Linked DNA regions of Mus musculus: region 1 is linked to region 2. A link is a contact called in public Hi-C data. All regions are on one chromosome and are shown on one strand. The core of a region is the stretch at or near the end of the contact, and the rest is flanking DNA. Distances in the headings are between cores, read along the strand shown.

Region 1 (6,308 bases), core at 208-2,707, 160 kb after region 2:
CAGGTTTGTGTTGTTGGTTATAGTTTCGTTTTGGCAATATTTATATTCTTATTTTTATCCTTTTTCATCTAATAAGTCTTTTGATTCATTTTTAATGATGCATAAAATTATTCAGCTCACAACTCTCAGGTCACACTCCATTACTGATCAAAGTTAGCATAGGAACTCACATTTGTACTCACATTTGTACTCACAATACACATTTGTAGCAGATGTGCAGCTTGGTCTTCATGTGGGTCCCCTAACAATTGGAGAGGGGACTGCCTCTGACTCTGTTGCCTGCCATTGGATCCCTTTCCCCTAACAGGACTGCCTGGTTGGGCCTCAGTGAGAGGATGTGCTTAGCCCTGCTGGGACTAGATGTCCCAGGGTGGGGTGGTACCCAAGCTGGGTCAGTACCCAAGGTGGGGCTTCCCCTTCTTCTTGGAGAGGGAGAGGGAGTAATGGGGGAGGGATTTGTAAGAGCGGGACTGGGAGGAAAGGAAGGAGTAGGAAGCTGTGATTCAGATGTAAAGTGGATAAAAAATATGTTATAGAAAGAAAAATATTCCATCTGTGCATACGAAAGGGGTTTCAGGCATTACTTCTATATATGCACAATATTTAAATCAGGATTAATATATTTGTCTAAACATCATCTTTTAAAGTGGAAAGTTTCAGAGGGCCTGAAGAGATAGCTCAGTTGGCAAAGTACCTGCTTCTGAAGCAGAAGGCCCTGAGTGAGTCTTCCCGAAGCCACACAGAAGGCAGTCATGGTGATGCAGGCTCGTAGTCCCAGCTCTGAGGAGAATCCCAGCCTTTCTAGCCAGCCAGCCTAGCAAGGTCCAAGCCAATGACTGACCCTGTATCAAAATTCAAGGCTTCAGAGAAATAATAGCCAAGACTGACATCTGTCCGACCCATGAAGGTGCAGACACACATATGCCTGCACACCCATGCTCAGTCACAAAGGTCTTCTAGCTTTCTCAAATGGGCTGCACACTATTGTAACTCTCTGTGGCTTCTGTGCCACAGCACTGAGGAACTCCTTGCTTCTACCAAACAAGAACACAGCGTATACTGGTCAACCTATTTATTCCACGCCCAAGCTAATATTCTCAAGGCTTCCTATGTTAAACCAAAATACAAATATCGGGGGCATCTTTTTATAGTTAAATGGCAGCAAGTTCCTCGTTTCTACGGGCTCACTGTAGATACTTCGTAGTTTCTTCTCTGTAGGAGAGATGGAGTAGAATGTAGGTCTATGCCTTGGCTTTCCTCTAGTGTGACTTGGCATCTCACAGAATTTTGATGGATCCCTTGTCACATTCAGTAAGCTTCTCCCGGCAGCCCTCCTTCATTCATCCCAACACAGTGACACGAGTCACAGTCATAAAGCCCCTCAAGAGCTGCAGCGTCTGGTGACATTGCTGCTGCATAAATCCCTGTTAAGAGAAAGTGAAACTGTGGACAGTGAGAGCTAGGGCCAGTTCAGAGTTCTCAGGCTAGGCACTAGGCAGAGAGACACCCTGTGGGCAAAAGGCGATACTACCTGGGTTTGCTTTGTTAGCTCAAGGACCTTCCCTCAAAATCCTACAAAGGGGGAAACTGGGGCCAGGTCTTCACAGGTGCATACCCAGTTGGTGACATTCTCTGAACTTCAACTTGAACATGAGTCTCCCAACTCTGCTCAAATCTCGGTAGTCACTTGTCCCACCCTGCAAAGGAGGGTCTCTTGTGGATTTGTGTGTTCTGTATTATATTATTATTTGATTGGTCTGATTTGCCTTTTTAAATGACTATGTTAAAAAAATTAAGATAAGTCAGCATCAAAAGGGCCTCTCTATGAAAAGAATCTGTGGGGTTCTTTTTTATTGCAGCCTCGTCTTGTGTGGTAGTTGCCTAGCTTCTGTATAAATCTCATATTTCTCATCCAAATAGTACATTTGAGGAATTTCTCTCTTAAAGTTCACTTACTTCTCCCCATTTGGTTACTGTTTTTAATCAGGTGAGCTCCATGCAAACACTGAAGTCTTTGAGAGCCAGTGTCTCCGAGCATTGATGAAATCATTCGCCTCTTTAGAGAAATGCAAGCTCGAAAACATAATAATCACCCTTCTTCCCTCAAAGTTAGTCCCTCTAATGACCTGACGGCAATCTGTCTGAGAGCAGCTGCCTCGTTAAAAATTAATCCCCTGCCAAAATAAATGTCATTTATTTAAACTGCTAATGATCAGCACATTTGAATAATTCCATTTGCAAATCCGAGAGAGGATGCACTACAAAATATATATCCCAGACGAGATATGCATATTTTAATTGGCTGTAAGCAACTCTTCAAACTGTGGTCGTATTTAACACGTGTTAACTAGTTTACATCTGTGCCATAGATAATTTGAAGCACTTCAAAATATACCAGGAGGGAACTGGAGGGTTGGTTCAGAGGTTAAGAGCACTTGTTGCTCTTGGAAGACCCAAGGGTTCAAAATACCAGAATCCACGTGGTGCATCTCACCCATCTTTAACTCGAATTTTAAAGGACCCAGTGTCCTCTTCTGACCTCCCAGGGCACCAGGCACACACATGGTGCACAGAAACAACATGCAGAAAATACCAATACACATAAATAAATAAAACTAAATTTTAAAATAAGACTAGTTATACAAGGAAGAACCAGAGTGTCTAGATTTTCACCCCTGACTTAATCTTTTAAGTGGGCTATATTTATGTGCAGTGTATTTGTTTGAAGAATAGACAAGACCTCTGTGGCTGATTTGTTTTTAGGAGAGTACCTAGAATAAGCTTTTCCCTTTGGCCAATCCAGAGCTTGGAATTGAGTTCAAATCTTGGACTTCTTTCCTCAGACAACTGCTAAGAAATTCTGTTTAGAGATGATGTGATACCAATATGTAAGAATAATTTTTTTTTTTTACAAAAAGAAGTCTTAAAAGGGTCCTCACAGAGAAAACAGGTCCAACAATGTCAGTCATTTAGACTGTACTGTGAACTTCTTTATAAAGATAGCTATGCACATAAGTTGTTCAAAGAAAACTCCATGCCTAGGCTGTGATTTGTGCTCTTCACCCGTCAAGAGGAAAAGCAGCTTGTCCGAAGAGCTGATGGAAAGGATGAAGTAGAAAGGAATACTGGGGAGTGGCAGGGATTTTATTTTGATGACTTCATGATTTTACTCAGAACCAGAGAAGATGGAGATCTTTACAGCCTCTCCATTACTCTATTTTACCTTGTGCCCAGGAATGTGGTCTGTCAGCAGGAGACTACTTGACAGCAAGTTGACTTTGAAAGTATCTAATCAATCACTCTGGGTGTGTACTTAATGAACTCCCACTGTGTGTGTGTCTGTGTGTGTCTGTGTATGTTTGTGTATGTGTGTGTGCACCCACATGCGCATGAGTGTGTGTGTGTGTGTGTGTGTGTGTGTGTGTGTGTGTGTGTGTGTGTGTGTGTAGTTAGCTGAGCTGTCTCTGTATAACCCATTTCCTAGTGGAGCATTCACCAGAGACCTATGATGCTCCAGGATTTGGTCCATGTAGGGGAATAGTCTATTTGAACCAACAGGAATCCCAGCCTCAGCAATGATCTCAAATGTTGAACTCTCACATACATTAAATGTATGCTTCCAGCATTTTCAGGTAGTGTTGATTGAATAATTGATACTTTGAGCAGCACTGGATTCTGTAAGCTTCACCAAGAAAGTGCTGGCTTTAAAATGAAGGTGAAATGCCAAAGTCCATAGTTTGGTTTTGTTATGTTATTATTATTATTATTTTGTTATTTTATTTTGTTATTTATCATTTATTATTATTGATTGACTATTATTTAGTTTATTTTTGAGGTGCTTTTAAGAACTGGTAGAAGTTTCTATTTTTCCAAATTCCCTTTTTGAAGATTTCTAATTGTGTATGCCTGTGCATGTGCGCGTGTGTGTGTGTGTGTGTGTGTATGCACGCACACGTGCATGTGTACCTGATTGCAGATGCTTTTGGAGGCCACTGGAGGGTGTCAGATCTTTCTGAGCTGGAGTTATGGGTGGTTGTGAGCCATGCAATGTGGGTGCTCAGAACTGAACTTAGGTCTTGTGTTAGGACAGAACCTATTCATAATGACTGAACCATCTTTCCAGTTCAGAACTTTCTTTTGAAAGTCAAAGTAACTGAATATCCTAAGGACATCAGTGGAAAGGAGTGTGAGGAGATGGGGTTTTCACTGTAGTCTGGTTTTGTGTGGAATCTGCTGGGTACGGGGGAAATCTCACCAAATGCTTAGGAGGAGAGCCTGCATTGCATTTGCCTGGTGTGCTGGCTTTCCCCTGGGGGCCCTTCCATTCTCGTTTTCAGAAATTCTGTCAAAACACTTCAAGCAAAAGGAAAGGTTTCATTTCTCTTGTAAGTATGCAGGGCAATAATGAAAGCTTTCCTATTTAATAATAAGCATTCAAAGATTTGAAATTAATAAAACTGTTCAAAATTCCTAGGCTGTTTAAACTGGTATTTTTAAAACTTACTGTGAGTTGTATTTCAGTAGGATGGAATCTGACAGGTATTTTATCGTCCTAAGTAATTGCCTCAACAGATACGTAGTAAAGGAAGTTCTCTGTGGCCAAGTCCACATCCATCAGAATTGGTTGGATAAAAACGGAATTCTCTATCCAGTGGAATACTGTGCACCACTTGAATGATGAGGCGCTGGAGTATCCTGTGTGCTTGGTACCCAAATGTAAATACCAAAGCTTCCTCCTCTTAATGTAGTCTTACTCCAACTCCCCTGATGTGGGAACACACATACATACATACATACATACATACATACACACATACATACATACATACATACATGCATACACACATACATACATACATACATACACACACATACATACATACATGCATACATACATACATACACACATACATACATGCATGCATGCATACATACATACATACACACATACATACATACATACATACATACACACATACATACATGCATGCATGCATGCATACATACATACATACACACATACATACACACATACATACATGCATACACACATACATACATACACACATACACACGTACACACATACACACATACACACATGTATGCACGTACATGCACGCATGTGCACATGCATATACACAATGGGGTGGTGGTCAGTCTGCAAATATCCTGGAATGCAGAAGAGTACTTGGTCTTCGAGCACTTGAATGATGAATTCTTAGGTCTTATTTTATTTCTGTCCTGTTTAATGCCTTTGCATCAGTAGAACTTACTCATATAATTAAGCTAGTGAGGTAATAGAAGTAAGTCCAAGGAAATGCCTCCTCCCCACACCCCATGTCTAGTGGGCTCCTGCCTATGAGCCTGGCCTTTCAAAACCTGCTGTGTCGCTCACCTCTATTGTATCAAGAGCCTTGTCTCACAAAAGTGGCAGCCTCTCTGCAGGTGTGGGTGTTTCCACTGCTTGCCAAGAAACGGCTCAGCTCCTTCAGTATCCCAGAACCCAGACTTTATTCAGGCAGCATGCAAATGGCCCTTTGAACAAGGGGGTCAGCTGGAAATGAGGTGAGCAGTTATGTAATGGGAGAATCACCGGAAGGCAGGTATCATAGAGAACACATTGGATAGATTGCCAAGCAGGGTAGAAATTCCATTTGTAAGCATCTCCTGCTTCCTGTGTACTAAGCCCTATACATAGGTCCTTCTGAATTTGCTCAGACAGAAGACGACAATGCAGTCACCAGGTAGTGCCACCAGGTGGGATTGTCTCCTCAGTCTCAGCAGCAGTCTCCCTTCCTTCAGGGACAGTGCTGAAGGAAGGGAGACTGATCCAGTGGAGGATGGGTCTCCCCACAGTCTCCCATGGCAGGAATGGGCGGTGTCTCTTTGTTTTCTCTGTGATGGGGTTATCAGTGGCTGCGGCTGCCTGGACCTCCTCACTGACCCTCCCTTGGGTCGTCTAGCATGGAGGTATCTGAAATGAGAGTGAGCATGATTGATACTTTGAAGTCAGACAGGACGGCTATAAACCAGACCATGCCTCTTATTCTTGCAGTGCCTCCGGGGAACCATTTAACTTCTCTGGGCCTGCACAAAACGTGAATAATCAATTATCTATCACAATGTTGTAATACCATAAAGTGGGTTAATATTTATAAAGCTATCACACAGTGTCTGACACGTGCTAAGAGATGGGGTGGGGCAGTTTTGTAGTCACACATCTCAGGAAAGGCTGCTTTTTCTGACGATTCTTTGTGACCTAAGGAAACAAGCAGTTTCTTATAACCCAGCTCTCTGTGGGTGTTGT
Region 2 (6,240 bases), core at 241-2,740:
AAATCTAGGATCCAGACATGACTTAGAAACACCCTGGCTACCAAAGAAAAGAGAGATTTTTGTATACTGTGTATTTGATGCCTGAGCTTGGGTGTCTTCATTTTTTTTCTACTCATGCATATAATGAAATGAATAGAATATTATGACTTCAAAAACCAAGTAGGAGTCCCCTAGCAGATCATTGTGTCCCGCAATTGAGTCCATCCCCAAGACCAGTTCATTCTATTCCTTAATAGCCCTTAATCTCCCTTGGTATTTTCTGTGTCAGGGCAATGGAAGTCTCTTATCCGAATGCCTGCAGTATCCTGTCCACAACATTACCTTGTGGCCCTATTTCCCATTGTGCAGCCAGTAGTGTCGTTTTATACTCCTTATTTGGTCCCACTTCTGTCCTGTCTAAAGCCACTTTAACTATGTCCCATCTAGTCAAGACCACACAGAGCCCATTTACACCTGATCTCCACCCCGCTGTCCAGACTGAGCTCTTTTGCTGTTTTTCATCACTCTCTGAGATCCATACATGTCTCTCTTAACATAGCAAACTCCGTTTGCTCCCTTCTACTTCAGGGTTTTCTGCCTACTTTCTCGAATGTTCTCTTCTTATGAGTTCCATGTCACTTCCTTGTAAAAATCTTTTCTTGTCCTCTAGAAACCTACAGACACCGTCTTCGCTCCTAGTTCCCATAGTCCCCAGCACCTTTCACTGTTAGGCAATACCCTCATCAGGCTGTGAGTCTACAACGGCACAGACTTGTCTGCTCTGCGCACATAGTATTCTCAGCGTCTGGTGCTGTGCCTAGCTGGAGGGTATAAGCAGAAGAATAGAGTTGCTAAATGGCGTACATACTGAGTGTGTATATGAGCAAATACATTCATATGATCTGAGATTTCATTACAGCTCCTATTTCTGATAGGTGAGAAGGTTAGGTAACACATTTTCAACAGATTTCTGCATAAAGTACAAAATCATTGTTCTGGACTTACAGGAGAAGGTGTCTATGCACAAAAGTTATCTATGACTGGCATCTGATAGGCTGTTGAACCTTTCAAGACTATTGTATGCAGTTCCATTGTATCTGATCTTCCATTCCTCTGGATGCCTGTCCCCCAGACACCCTGCCATGTACTTGTCACTTGTTCCAGTTCTTGCTTAAATGTCATTGTATTAGAGGAGTGTTCCCTGACTGTCCCAATGATGGTAAACTACCCCATCTGTCTCACACACCTAAGATTCAGCTAAAAGCACTCACATTCCTGTGTGGCAAAAGTTAAATTCAAACTCACATATTCAAAAACAAACAAACAAACAAACCAAAGCAATGTCATGGTGTTTTTATCCCCAAATAGTAGTTTATCCCTTGTGTGACAGCCTAGTGTGCTGTTGCATTCAGTTCTTATCCAGAAGAGACCTAATGTACAAAGGGAGGGGCTGGTGGTCACAAGCCAGAAATGGCCAAGCTCATTAAGTGCTTGGAAAACAGGGTCTGGGCTCTGGCCAGAATGCCAAACAAAGAGGCAAGAGCTCGTCCCCGACTGACAAGCTGGTGAGCTGAGCAACGTAAGAATGGAAATCATTTGGGTGCCTGAAAGGGGAAGGAATCAAACGGAACCAGGATACAATTAAGACATATCTCCAACCTCATGAAGGCTGATACACATCAGCTGAACCGTGGAAATGAGTGTCCGCTGCAGCCCTGAAAGGAATTCATTACCTCCTCAAACGGGAAGAAAAGACAGATTCGGGGATGGTGTGGATAGTGTCAGAGCTGGACCATGCCACATGCTATGGGCACAAATGACTTTTCAGTCTCTGTAACCCTGAGTCGCTTGGTCGCCTGTGAGCATGTTGTCAATCAGAGTTTGAGATTTTCAGTCAGAAGAAATAAATGGTATCCATCCTCTTGTCCAGGCGCTCAGCCCTAAAACAGCTCAGCAAGTTTATTATAATTAAATGAAGATGGTTTCGGGAAGGAGGAATCAGTTCAGAAAAATGAGACTTTCTTAAGACTGACATGAGAAAAGATAATTTAAGGAAATTGCACTTCATCAGGTTAAACAATGATCGATCTTAGTGGGATCAAATATTGAATCTGTGTTCGTGTGATTTGTCCTGTGATTCTCTCAGTTCTGAGCTGTGCAAAATGCACAGTGAGGCCTGATCATGTAATACTTAGCCAGAATGAGCCCATCAATAACTGCTTCCTTGCCTGAAAGCATTTTCAGCATCTAAATGGCCATATGTCTCTGTCAGAAAAACTGCTGTACTGGGGAAGAAGGAAAATGAACACACATGTTCACCCCACCTACCGTGACCACCCGAAACCTCTGTAGAGCAGTAAGATTGTCTTATGTTGTTCGGTAGCCTAGACAGAATATGGAGAGGGCTGTGGGTGGGGCTCAGTGGCCATTTCTGAGCATGCGTAAGGCCCTAAGCAATATCTAGCAACAGACAATATTTGTTCTTTTAAAAGAAATGTTACTAGACTTTCCACGTCAGGCCAAGTCTCCTGGGATGGAGGAAGTGAAGCCACCCACAGAGGGTCATGTATTCATAGCTTCTCAGATGTGAAAGTACAAAAGCAAAAGGAACTCTGCTGCGATTGTATGGGTGACAGTGTGAAGGGAGGTAAGGTCTGGCCATCATAGGACTTTGTTTTCTCCATTGGAAAGACGAGAAAGGCAGCAAGATCTGTCTAGAAAGAGATAACATTTAAGAGCTGAATTGCGAGCTAGGAAGGAAGAAGGAAGCACATTTGAAACGCTCATGTCTTCTCAGAGCAGAGGTATTGAAAAGCTTTCCTTGTAACCAGCTTGAGCAGGATTCTATGGAGACGGAGCTGCCTTTTTGTTCTTTTCTGACGCTGGAAAGTGAACCCAGGGCCTCATGTATGTTAGATCGGTGCTCTGCCAGGGATCTGCGTCTCAGCCCAGCATGGGCTGCTCCTTTTGTATTGTTGGAACAGGCAAGGCATCTGACCTCACTGGTACCTTCTTAGCAACCATCAAACAACTTCTTAGTAGCTGACTCAGTTGAAAGAGTAGACCAGGACTGAGATCAAATAAAAGAAAAAGCATGAGGATGCCCACTGCCACACATACCCTACACTTGGGAGCACGGGCAAAGTTAGATGAGATGCCATGATAGCCATATGCCGAAGCAGGCAGCCTGCTCAAGAGGACACCCAGATGCCTGAAGAGTCTACAGAGTCTGCAGAGTGGAGGCTTGCTTCTGAGAGCGCTTGGCCAGGCCCCATGGCAGTCCTTCATAATGCTCGCCAGCAATCCGTATTCTCTTCCTTGGCACATGTTAGGATTCCATGTAGGTGGATGGGGCTTTGTGACTAGGTGGTGCACCATATAATTATTATGACTCTCCGTTAGACTCTTCCTTCACTCGGTGGAGGTGATCAGTAAGTAACCTGGAACATATTTGTTTGTTTTTGATAAAGTTATTGCTTCTGGGTCTTTGGGCTAAGAACAAGTATAGTATCATCAGTTCAAGTGCTAAAACTGACTCTTTATTTGGATAGCATCAGTGTCTTTCCACTCAGCCAGAACCCTGTGTTAGATTGTAGCACATCCTTCCGAGCTGTCATAGCTCCTCAATCTGCTCATACAGCATGCGACTCCACATGGCTTGGTTTGGACCACCTTCATGTGTTGAGGAATCTGGGCCTGGTATCTTGTGGGCTGCTTTTTTGGTAGTTGAATGTTTTTCTCGTGATCATACTTGGCTTGAGGGGGGAAGAACTTAAAAGCAGCATGCTGTTCTTATTCTGTTCTGTTGAGGTTCAAATCATCAACATGGGACAGGGGTGACCTGGCTTAAATAGTATTTGTCCAGGCCCCCTGATGTATCTATTGTCATTCTATACCGTATCTTTGAAGGATGTTTCTACTGTAGGCCACTCTTTAAGAGTGGCCGCTATACTCTCCCTTGAGGGCAAAGAATCTTTTTAAGGTGTATGGATTTTTAACTTTATCCCTTTTGTTTATTTACTACGTTGTTGATGCATGCAGCCTGGATTCATGCAGTCTGTTTTATTCTCTCGGTTTATATTCCAATTCTATATTATTTATTTTGTTGCCCAGGTTCTTCCAGTTCTAGTTGACTCAGATACCAGCTATGTTCTTTTTTTAAAAATATTTTTATTACATATTTTCCTCAATTACATTTCCAATGCTATCCCAAAAGTCCCCCATACCCTCCCCCCCACTTCCCTACCCACCCATTCCCATTTTTTTGGCCCTGGCGTTCCCCTGTACTGGGGAATATACAGTTTGCGTATCCAATGGGCCTCTCTTTCCAGTGATGGCCGACTAGGCCATCTTTTGATACGTATGCAGCTAGAGTCAAGAGCTCCGGGGTACTGGTTAGTTCATAATGTTGTTCCACCTACCAGCTATGTTCTTTTTCTTCTTTTTCTGCCCTCTCCCGCCCTTTCTCTCCCCTTCTTTTCTCTCTATTTCCTTTCTCCCTCCATTACCCCTTCCCTCTCTGTCTTTCTTTCTCTCTATCTTTCCTTTATCCTCTTTCCTTTTGTGATTTTGTTTTGTTTGTTTGTTTGTTTGGTTGGTTGGTTGGCTGGTTTTTTGATCCCTTTCTGTCAGCCTGCAAGGGATAGGTATTCCTATTGAGGATGTCAACGTGTTAAGATCCTAGAATGGCTTGCTGCAGAGTCTGCACAGGCTTCTCTAAACCAGTTTTGGAAGTGGAGACAGCAGAGCCTGGGGTCAGAACTCCACACTTTGTGTCTAACAAACTGTTGAGGACATTTTGGCAAACTCTGAAGTCTGCGAATTTGAAAATGGTTCACAGTTTTGAGATCTAGATTCTGGTAAGAGTAGAAAGCAAACTCAGACGGTCTTCAGCTTGCATTTACCATGCTTTGATCCAAAGCAAAACACTTAAAAACCACATTAAACCCAAACAATTGGTTTTCTTCTCAATAAAAACACATGGAAGAGTATTATTTGGGGGTAGGTTGGATGTGTCTGCTGCATATCGGGCCCAGTCTTGCAGGTCTAAAGGGGTTTTGCTGACAGCTCCGGGGTGTCTTGCAGCCAAGTGTATGTGGGGGGCCCTGGTGTGATTGTCAGCATACTAGCACAAAAAGGAAAGGAACGAAGGAGAGGGGGGAAAGAAAAGGAAAAAAGAAAGAAGGAAAACATTTCTTTACTGTTGAGTCTCTCCTCTGTTAGACAGTTCCCACTATAAAGATTCAGATGTCATCAGGTCCAGGGAATAAGGCTTTGTATAGACAAGGCATGAACTCAGAGAATGTGTGTGGAATAATCACAAGAATTCTACATAACAGCATGGAATTGAAACCTATGGATGATCTGTGCTATTCCATTTTATTAATGATGTATGTGCATGTGGGGAGGGGTATATGCATGCGAGTGGAGGTGCCCATGAAGGCTAGCGGCCTGACACCCTGGATCTGGAGTTACAGATGTTTGTGAGTAATCTGATGTGGGCACTGGGGACTGATCGTGTGTCCTCTGCAAGAGCACCCAAGTGTAAGTGCACACTCAACTAATGAGCCATCTCTTTAGCCCCCTCTTTTACTTTTAAGTTAAAAGCAAACCTCACATACAGTGGTTTCATTGCATATAATTAATATTGGTTGATTTGATTCATTCCTTGGCAGCTTCATAAGTATATAGTGCATTTTCATCTTTTTACTCCCTATTGTTCTGCCTTGCTCCCCATTTTTCCCCACTGAAGTCTTCTTCCCAGCATCTCTCTCCTACTTTCCTGCCTCTGTGTGTGTGTGTGTGTGTGTGTGTGTGTGTGTGTGTATGAGAGAGAGAGAGAGAGAGAGAGAGAGAGAGAGAGAGAGAGAGAGAGAGAGAGAGGCAGAGTTTTACATTTCTAAGTGTATTATTTGTGTATAAAGTATTGTTCTTTATAAAGAATTCTGAGGTTCTTTATAAAGTACCTTAAGTATACTTAAACTACACTAAGTGAATTGTGTTTTTAAGTTGATTGTATCTCACTTAGGATGGCATTAGTAGCTATGACCTAATGCTTTGTTTTTGTTACATATTTTCTAATCATCACTACAACCAATACAAATATATTAAAACAGAAATGGTAGTCCAAGTATTATCGATAGTGTTTGTTCTCCTACCCTCTCCTGAGAAATGTTTGGAAGGATCACTTACTCTGTGACCTTTTCAGCCCCTGCTTGGTGGAGGGAATGTTGAGTGGGTCTAGGTTGGGGAAGGCTGAAG

The links. Hi-C and Micro-C count contacts between places; a contact is called where the count stands out from the background.
Region 1: a Hi-C map of the N1E-115 cell line shows a contact between it and region 2, with 3 times the contacts expected there. The contact joins two enhancer-like sites. A contact is called at or near these places in 5 of 484 Hi-C or Micro-C datasets (the N1E-115 cell line, cortical neurons, embryonic stem cells and 1 more) and 2 of 9 other capture datasets (adipose tissue and liver).

The regions. Positions count from the first base shown.
Region 1 is chr3:28,542,359-28,548,666 of GRCm38.p6, forward strand. All of the region lies in intron 7 of Tnik (TRAF2 and NCK interacting kinase), which reads left to right. Among named protein-coding and RNA genes, the nearest start is that of Mir466q, 130 kb to the left of the region's middle. Within about 2 kb of position 1,458, at least 72 of the 459 cell types and tissues checked have an H3K27ac peak or open chromatin away from gene starts, as enhancers often do. A contact at or near this core is called in the N1E-115 cell line, where this site is marked.
Region 2 is chr3:28,382,196-28,388,435 of GRCm38.p6, forward strand. All of the region lies in intron 2 of Tnik (TRAF2 and NCK interacting kinase), which reads left to right. Among named protein-coding and RNA genes, the nearest start is that of Mir466q, 35 kb to the right of the region's middle. Within about 2 kb of position 1,491, at least 22 of the 459 cell types and tissues checked have an H3K27ac peak or open chromatin away from gene starts, as enhancers often do. A contact at or near this core is called in the N1E-115 cell line, where this site is marked.